2 separate regions of the Mus musculus genome follow, and region 2 is linked to region 1. A link is a contact called in public promoter capture Hi-C data. All regions are on one chromosome and are shown on one strand. The core of a region is the stretch at or near the end of the contact, and the rest is flanking DNA. Distances in the headings are between cores, read along the strand shown.

What was found. Promoter capture Hi-C pulls out the DNA fragments that hold promoters and counts their contacts.
Region 2: a contact with region 1 is called in a promoter capture Hi-C map of embryonic stem cells. The contact joins the enhancer-like site here to the promoter of Syde1 in region 1. A contact is called at or near these places in 2 of 39 promoter capture datasets (cranial neural crest and embryonic stem cells).

Annotation. Positions count from the first base shown.
Region 1 is chr10:78,590,058-78,594,613 of GRCm38.p6, reverse strand. It overlaps Syde1 (synapse defective 1, Rho GTPase, homolog 1 (C. elegans)), which reads left to right and starts at 2,650. Exons shown (of 8, transcript NM_027875.1): 1 at 2,650-2,812; 2 at 4,371-4,556. The coding sequence starts at 2,725. It overlaps Gm30346 (a long non-coding RNA gene), which reads right to left and starts at 2,573. Exons shown (of 3, transcript XR_380602.2): 1 at 2,134-2,573; 2 at 173-376.
Region 2 is chr10:78,258,671-78,263,343 of GRCm38.p6, reverse strand. It overlaps Gm30122 (a long non-coding RNA gene), which reads left to right. Exons shown (of 3, transcript XR_380597.2): 1 at 1-273; 2 at 3,428-3,540. Among named protein-coding and RNA genes, the nearest start is that of Gm30122, 3.1 kb to the left of the region's middle. Within about 2 kb of position 3,238, at least 13 of the 459 cell types and tissues checked have an H3K27ac peak or open chromatin away from gene starts, as enhancers often do. A contact at or near this core is called in embryonic stem cells, where this site is marked.

The DNA of each region.
Region 1 (4,556 bases), core at 1,401-3,900:
TCTAGAAATTTGGATATTTGGAATTGCAAAGCCAGAGCAGCTGCAGAATCCAGTAGAGACAGGAAAGAAGAAAGACTTCGCGCCCAGCTCCTAGCTTGAGCTGGGAACCCAGCCCCAGATATTCTGGCTCTTTGCAGAGGAAGAAGCCTGAAGACTTCAAGGTTAGACTTACCTGGACAGACTAGTCAGCAACTCTAATGCCTGAGGCTTCTGCCCCAAGCCAACCTCAATGACTCAACCAGTGCCAGCTGCAGGGAGATTTGTTCCTGACTCAGCTGTCAAGACGTCAAGACGGCTCACTCATAGGCGGCAGAAGGGAATTCTTTCCTGCAGCTGCTTCCAGCCTCAAGACCTGAGATCCATGACTCCAGATTATCTCAAAAAAAAAAAAAAAAGGCTGCTCTTCATTGGTGCTACTGAGAGTTCAACCCTGTTTCATTCAAATCCCGAGTGCTTAAAGTTTAACCTCATTGAAGTTGGTAATCCCAAATGGACAATAAAGTACCTCCTCCCACCTGTACTCTTAGTGGTGTGTGGGACAAGAACTTCACTGGAAATGAGGAAAAGTCTCTGCCAACACTTCAATGGGACCCAAGAATTCATGCAGGTTGTGGTGATGATCTACACCTTCCGGGTGGGTGGGGTGAACGGTGGTGAAAAGACTTTGTTCAGGAATGTGATCTTAGTTCCAAGTCCACCCTGGGCACTGAATGTAGCATCGAACGCAAGTGTGAAGCAGGTTTTATTTCTTAAGGAGGACACAACACTATATCCTGCCTGGGTTAATCAGTGATTAACTCTGAGTTACCAATGATGCATCCACGTTACATTAAAAACAAATGCTCTTCTTGGAGTCATTTAACCAAGAATACAGATTTGAATTCTTTACTTCATACTTCCTTTGTTTCTGTCCTCTATCTGTTGCATGAGTCTAAATGTATGCCTGCATCTGTATCTGTTCCTGTCTGTCCACCTGTTTGGTATGAGCTCTGTATGTGTGTGGGGGGGGGGAGAGAGAGGGGGGGGGAAGTGTTTTACTCTATATGGATTGAACAGCACATAATGGGATACTTTACAGAAGTCTTTAACAGAGTTTTACAAGGGATTAAATTGCTAGCTCCATCTGTCTCTAATTGACACAGATAACAAGCATCACTGTTTATCAACTAATTTCTGTAAATGGATACTTTCGACGTTTTTTTGGTAGAAAGTTGCTTCTGCTTCTGCAAGTGTTGCTTTCGTGTGCATTATCTGAGTGAGGGGCCGGGAAGAGTACCTAATCTAAGAGTCCAGGTATGCATTACATTATAGGTTGTAAGAAGTTGATTGCATGGGAAATCCAAAACAAGTAGAGTTGATTGCTACATTGTTCTCTTACTCAATGAGTACATAGGAGGCTAGCAGTCGTGGGTGACTTCCAGGTGTGGTATTATCTCTGGCTGTAAGGTCTAGCAAAAGTTCCAGTCTCTTAGAATGTACTAGATCTTTTCAAACTATTGCAGCACCACAGTTTCTCCTCCCACATGTGCCTGGATAAGCAAAGCTGGGCAGGTCTTCCTTCTACTCATCTGCACTCTTAACTTTTAGACGCCTGCATACCCACCAATTACCACAAAACTACTGAACTGGGAGGAAGCCAAGGACACAGAGGTGTCCACATAGGTGCTTAGTCCACTATCCCAGTGGAGGTCCAGCCTGTGTCTGGCACCAGTTAAGAGACCTGAACTTTAGTTGTGCCACAGTTCATGTGTTGAAAGTTTAGTCCTCTATGTGGCCCTGTTAATAGGCTAGTCATGGTGAAAGGAGCCTATCGGCGGGAGTTGGCCTTCAGAAGACGGTTCTGTGAGACCAAATTAGCAGTTAAAAGTGCTTGTTTCCCAGCCGTTTCTGGGCACCCACACACACACCCCGATCCATGTGCCATACACACAGAAGCACACACATATTCATAATAAAAAGTAAACTTAAGTTGTAAGAATCAGCCCAAACCTAAGATTTTTTTTTCTCTTCCTGTCTTAAGGAGTGCTGCTAGGACATCAACATGAACTCAGTCTACTTTAGAAAGTTGTCCAGCCTCCGGTATTTCAGTACTAAATAAAAAATAATAATACAACCTCCGATTTCACCACTTACTTTCGAGATACACCTATCCTTGCTGTGTTCTCGACTGAGTAGAGATCAGCAGACTGCATCGTCTATATCGCGTCCATGTTCCTGACAGTGAGCATCCCGGCTGTCTGAAACCACTAAGCTTGAGGGTCAATAAGCAGCAATAGTAACTTGAGTTGGGGGCATTTGGGGTTCCCAAGGAAAGATCGTGGTCGAGGTACTGGGTGATGTGGGGATGGATGGACGGACAGGAGGAAAGACATGAGCTGATGTGTGCCTTGGATGCGGTTTGGGGGAGCCGACAGAATGTGCTGCATGCCATCACACAAGGAGGATGGTTATGGGGGGCCCAGCCTATGCCATGACATTCATAGTTGAAGAGTTAGATCAGCCCAGCACCCCATCATGTCCCCTCCCGGCCCCAGGCGACTACATCTCCCAGCATCGCCTGCTCGGGCCGCGGGAAAGGAAAAGAAAAAAAAAAAAAAAAAGTTAAGGCCAAGCATTCCCGGAATGCGCTTCCTGCTGGAGCGGGCCGGTGGGGGGGGGGGGGTAGGCGGGCGGGGCGGGCGGCCGCAGCCCCGGGGCGCGCACTCGGCCGGCCGCGGCCCAAGCATGGCCGAGCCGCTGCTCAGGAAGACCTTCTCCCGCCTGCGGGGTCGTGAGAAACTTCCTCGAAAAAAGTCAGAAGCCAAGGACCGCGGTGAGTGCGGGGACTCTCGGAAAGTAAGAGAAGGGAGCCCCACTCAGCCTCAGATCCCCAGGTCCCCGGTAGGGTACGCAGCGGGACCTAGTGGGTAAGCCGGGAGCGAGCCCTGATGCAAGAGAGGAATATGCACCGGATCTTTGTAAGGCTGGGGGGCTGGGGCGGGGGGCACGGACCGTTATGTGCAGCTGGCCTGAGATGCCAGCCCCAGGGATCCTTGCAAGGCCCCGCAGGGGGGCCTCACCCCTGACAGGAAATGGGGCCTCGAAGGGGCGCCCAGAGAGTGGCGGGGCAGGGGCGGGAGGTGAGGACAGCTGTGTGGCATCGACATGGCTGGGTGGTGGGCACCTCTCCTGGGTACACACTCCTGTACTAAAGAGAGGTCGTGCGGGGTTATATTTATTATTGCAGTCTTTTCCCCAATTCCATGCCACCATCGCTCCAGAGGCTGCAGCCGCACCTACTGTGGCCAGCCCCAAGAAACCGTCCTGTTTATTAAGACAGAGAAACTGAGGCACGTGGTTGTTGGGTGATTTGTCCCGGGCCTGTGAACTGACTTTAAACAATCCTCTGGACTATGCTACTGATGACAGAGACCTGAAACAGAGGGCCAAAGGGTGGAAATAGAAGATCCTTAAATCTGGGGGTCCACAGACAGCAAGAATGAAATGGAAAGGAACGAAAGCTGTATGGGTAGGGGGCTTCGGAAGGAAGCAGTTAAAGGAGGGAGGCCACTATACCAAGGACCTGACTCTTCCTCCCGGGCCGTTCCCAGGGCATCCCAAGGGTCCCAGGGCCAGAGAAGGGATCCGGGTGCCCACACATAAACACACACAGGAAATCGACCATGATGTCAGAGAAAGTAGAGCCAAGATAAGGGGGGCGGGGTAACGGGGCACTGACTGTAGAAATCTGGCTTGGGCTGAGGGGCAAGATCCAAGAGAACTTGTGGGCAGGATTTGGGAAATGGGAAAAGGGTGCTGAATGAAAAAGAAACCAGCGTTCCCTGCCCTGCCTTCCCAGCAGCAGCTACTAGGGCCTTGAGCAGGGCTACAGATCCTATTGTCTAAAGTTGCTTCTCACACTGAGCTCCAAGCTGGAAGGGGGTCGAGAAGAGAATATGATAATACTGAATCTCCTCATAAACAAGACATGGAGCATCAGGAAAAATGCCTTGCTCAAGGCCACTCAATGAGAAGGGGCAGGCGTAAGATTCTAGGATTAATGGAATGTCTGGGAGAGGGGTGACAGAGCCGAAATGTCCTGAGGTTCCAAGGACATTTGACCTGGACTCTTGAGGCTGATTCACAGTCCCTTTTGCATTACTAGGGGCTAGGGCAGGGGACCTTGAAGCTAGGACTGCAAAAGTATTAGCTAGCTGCTAGGACCAAACAAAACAGCTGGTTCCAAAGGAGGCAGTGGCTCCAGGCTAGCAAAGAGCTTCCTTGCTGTCGATTGGTTATGTGAAGTGAGGGCTGAAGCCAATTAGCTAGACTGCCTCCCTGGACCTCTGGGAACTTGAGAGTTGGGTCTTACCATCTTCATTCTCCACCAGGCCACCCAGCCCAGCGCTCAGAGCCCAAACCCCCAGAACCAGAACCTCGTGTCCTTGAAGGGTCTCAGGCTGGAGCAGAGGTACCACCCAGCCCCGAGACACCTCGAAGCCCCACTCGGGGGGCCTACCTGCAAAGCCTGGAGCCCAGTAGCCGCCGATGGGTGCTAGGAGGGGCTAAACCACCAG
Region 2 (4,673 bases), core at 1,989-4,488, 330 kb after region 1:
TCCCCTACATGCTGGTGGTCCCCTGCAGTAGTTCATGTCCCCAGCAGACACAGAGGGAACACTAAGCTTTTCTTGGATAGCTCCGCTGCCCACAGAGCTCTCTTTTCTCATCTTCCTTCCTACCTCTCTGCTTTCTAGCCTCTGACCAGCAACCTGAGCAAGGATCATACTGCCTAAGCCTTTCCCATGTGAATGTTGGTGCTCCTTCCAGAGAGGATTTCCAGTGATACTGAACCCCCTCCCAGGGTCACCCCTTAACTGGAATATGGAGTGGTAAGTGTTTCCAGAGGAGCCAGCTGAGCCAAACACCTGCTGTGATGGCTGTGGCTTAGGCCTGGGTAGGTCCTGAGTCTTCCTGGTTTTTGAATCCCCGTGCACCTGCCTGACCCAGGTGGCTCTGATCGAAGCTCTAGAGACCCTCCCCCAAGGCTCACCTGGATCATGACTGCCTGGGACCATTATCGCAAAAACAGGCAACATTTCATTATTCAAACCAAGTTCAGCTTCAGAGAAACTAGAGAACTGTAGAGTCAGCCACAAGAAGTCCCACTTAGGGGGAGAGCAGAAATCAACATTGTTGTTGTTGTTGTTGTTGTTGTTGTTGTTGTTTTTAAATCAAATGTTTGATTTTACCAAATGAAGACTCAGGAGCTAGTCACTGTGGTGAAAGCCTGCTATCTCAGAGAGGGAGAGAAAGCACCCAGCTGACCTTCCAACTCCACCAAAGTCCCAGAAGGAAAAACTTGCTTCTTCTTCTCCACACTGTCTTAAATACCCTTCAGCTCAAAGACCCTCCTTTCTCTTTCCTGGGTTTTCCTATGTTCACTCCCTGTCAGCTGGTTGCTTGTTCTGCCTCTTGACCCATCGATGACTTTATTTAGCTCTTGTGTACAGAAAGCTCTTAGGTTAAAGATATGGCTAGGGCTGAGCCACACCACAACAAGAAACGGGTTTTTCCAGTTCATAGCCTCGGGGTTCACCTTGTGATCAAATATCCTGCCACACAGCATCAGTTGTCATTCCTCAGCATCTGTCTTAGTATTTTATTTTATTCTATTTTTTATTTTATTTTACTTTTGTCCACGGCTCTGCTCCATGCCCAGCACTGGGGCAACAGGGGTGTATCACCATTCCCCACCTTTGACAAGGATTCTGAGAATCATACACAGGTCTTCATGCCTGCATGGCAAGTGCTTTGTCACTGAGCTACCTCCCCCCAGCCTCTCCTTGTGCTCTGTGAGTGACCAGCAGTAGGGGATTAGTTCAGCCAGGACTTAAGGTTGAGATCTGAACTAGTTTCTGTTTTGTCAACTTGACATATGAGCTAGGGTCATCTGGGAAGAGGGAACCTGGATTGGGAAAATGTCTCCATCAGATGGCTTAAGGACAAGCCTATGGGCCATTTTATTGATTAATAATTGATGTTGGAGGACCCATCCTGTCCCAATGTGGACAGAGTTAGCCCTGGGGAGATGATCCTGAGTTTTTTTGTTTTTGTTTTGTTTTGGGGGGGTTGGTTTGGTTTTGGTTTTTGTTTGAAGCAAGCTGAGAAGGTCATGAGGACCAATTCCATAAGCAGCACTCCTCTGTCGGCTCTGCTGTAGTTTCTGACTTGAGCTGCTACCAACTTCCCTTGATGACAGACTGTGGTAGGGGGTATAAGCCAAATACCCTCTCCCCCAGCTACTTTTAGTCCTGCTGTTATCACTCCAGCAGAAAGCAACTAATCCCAAATCCTTAGGCCCACAACCCCATCCCAGGCCCTGGGCCCTTCCCCACACTTGCCACCGATGGTGCTTCTGTTGGCCTGGCTGGAGATGCCAACTAAGGACATGCTGTGCTGGGCCTGGGTAAATAGGACAGTTCTTCTTGGCAGCACACCACAGTCCTGCTGAGAGGCTGAGCATGTGTCCTGTGACCACCCCCAGAGCCTCCCTGCCATTCTGCTGGAGCCTCTGTGGCCCACCACAGGCCACTTAGAGAGTGCCCTCAGCTAATGGACATTTAAAAATGCATGCCATAGCTCCTGCCAGCTCCTAGGCTTAGAGGAAGCTCGATCCCATGGTCTCCAACAAAAGCCCAGGGAGTGAGGCCTGGCCTGAACCTTTATCTCTAAAACCTGCCAGAGCTCCCTGCCCTGTTTCTGAGCTCTCTGACACCCCATCTAGCTGGCTCAGGATCCCCAATTTGTCCTTTCGGATCAAGGACAACCCTCAGCTGTTCTGACAGTCCTGTAGCTAGCAGGTGCTTGGCTCCAAATACAGGTCACACCCAGAATGCTCTGCTGCCTTGCTCACCTTCCAGCCTCCAGACGCTGCAGGCACCAGCTCCGGAGTGGATTACGGTGGAAGGTTCAAGCAAAGCATACTTCCAATGTGGCACTGATTCTTTGTGCCTACCTCTTGCCCGACTGTCCTAGAGTCTTAGGCCACTCTGCTTCTGCAGAAATTTGGTCAGCTGACCATTCACACTATGTCCTTAGATGCCCTGTCCCCCCAAGGTGCAGACAGTGACCCTTGGAGTGTGTCGTTCACCAAAACCACACAGGGTCAGCAATCCATCCCCAGACTTCTTCCCTCCCTCATCCCTCCACTGGGTCCACGTTCCCTGGTTCCATTTGTCCCTCCACTGGGCTTCTGCTCTCCCCAGGTGCCTGTAACAGGTGACACAGTGGCCAGTGACCTATGCATGCACGAGGATGGATAGTTCTTGTTGCCTCCCCCTCCTCTTCCCTCAACCCTATTCCTTCTCCGGGTTTTTGGCTCAGCAGCTTGTTGGGTGTGAGCAAGCTTCCAGCTCCAAGAGTTGCTCCCCTCCCCCATGTTCTGCATGGGCTCGTACAGTATAAACAGCAACCTCTGCTGCAGCATGGCTGAACTTGTGTTCCCAGCATGGATGATAGACGCCTAGGAAGGACATCCTGGGGGTGTTTCCTAGGCCATCAAGCACAGGGGAAAATGCTGTCTGCTGTGATGTGCCAGTTCAGAACCGGTTTAGGAATTGATGACTGGGAATATGATGTTTGGCTGCCAGGATGGTCTTCACTTGGTCTGAAGACTCAGGATGCAGTCTGACTGTGGGGAGGGTCTCTGAATGAGGGGAGTGGTGGGCGTGGCAAAGGACAGGAGTGCTGTCCCTCTGTGAGGACTCAATTTTGCATATCTGGGACCCAGAAGTAGCGCAAGGTTGTTACTGAGTCATTTGATAGGTTCACAGCAAAGCTTTTGCACTGTTGGGATTAAATGAGGTCAGTAGTTGTGAGGCACTGAACGGGAGGGACTCGGTACTCACACAGATCCACTGATGTCTAAGTGAATGGTCTCTGATCACTAAAACACTAATAGTTTCTAAATCTCCTCTTTCCCCCTCTTCTTAACTTGCACCAGCCCTTTGTTCACATGGGTTAAACCGGTTTTCTCCTGCACAGGCCGGCTGACTTTTGGGTTGATATTTACATATGCAGAGATGCTGCCCTGTTAAGAACCTGTGTAAATGCTTTCACTGGAGAAAGACAGTCACCTTGCGACAGAGTTCCACAAGGTAATTTACAAGCAGCCAAAATTTATTTCTTGTGGTCCCGGGAGTTGGAAATTCTAATGCCAAAAATGTAGAAGATGGGAGGGCAAGAGAGGACCAGAGAGTAAACAAGAAAGATCAGACAGGAGGCCCCATGCCTTCTGTGATCAACATCATGACGTCTGTAAGCAGAGCCTTGGGACATATGTGGCCACTCAGGACCCCCAAATACTCCACTAGGGATTAAATTCCAATACATGGACTTTGGGGACACAGTCAAACTCCAGTGACAACCATAAGGGATTTCTTCTCAAATCCGTTGATGGGCAGAGTGACAGGAACAGCCTTTGATGTGTTTGCAGCACATGTCACTTTGTGACCTGTGACCCGGAAGCACTCCTCACTTAGGGCTGATGAACTGTATCCATTAAAGTCTCGGCTGGTGAGGATGCCTCTTCTTCATTGGGTTTTGGCGTCAATGTTACAGTTCTGCAATAAGAGGCAGCGGTCTGTTCTTCTTTTCCTGGGCTCAGGGGGTTTGAGCCTGGTAGACTCCCTTGGGATGCTCTATGGTCAGGTGGTATTTTGTGTACCAGAGAGGGATTTGAAGGGAAAGGGCTCTTTAGCAACTTTCCCAATTTGTTTGTTGTAAAGGAGCCAGTTAGTTTTTCTACAGTGCTCCAAAGTCAGTTTTCTCTGGAAAATCCCCTTTCATCCTAATTTAAATGTAATGGTCGCTTCGGCCATATCCCTTTCTTGTTCAGCATGGACGTCCCCTTTTTAAAGTTTCTTGCCCTTTGCTCATTCAGGCGTTTTTCCAAATGACAGATAAGCCTAGCCCTTTCAGTTCTCAATATCTGCTGTGCTTTTTATCTTTATCGATTCCTCCCTTCTTGTTGCATTTAAATAACGTCTCCCAACCTTTCAGGTCAGTGCTAGGTCCATTTCTTCTCATTCCCCCTTTAATAGAACGACATTTAGGTCACGGCTGTTTCGTGATGCCTGCTTCCAAGCCCCATCAGCAGTGAGCTTGTCCTCTGGATTTTACAAATAGCATTACTGGGTTTATTTGTGCTATCGGGCTGGCCTTTGGTGGAGAGTTAAGGAGAAAAACTCATAGATTTCCAAGTAGCATAGCTTTTGTTTTTCTTTTTTTA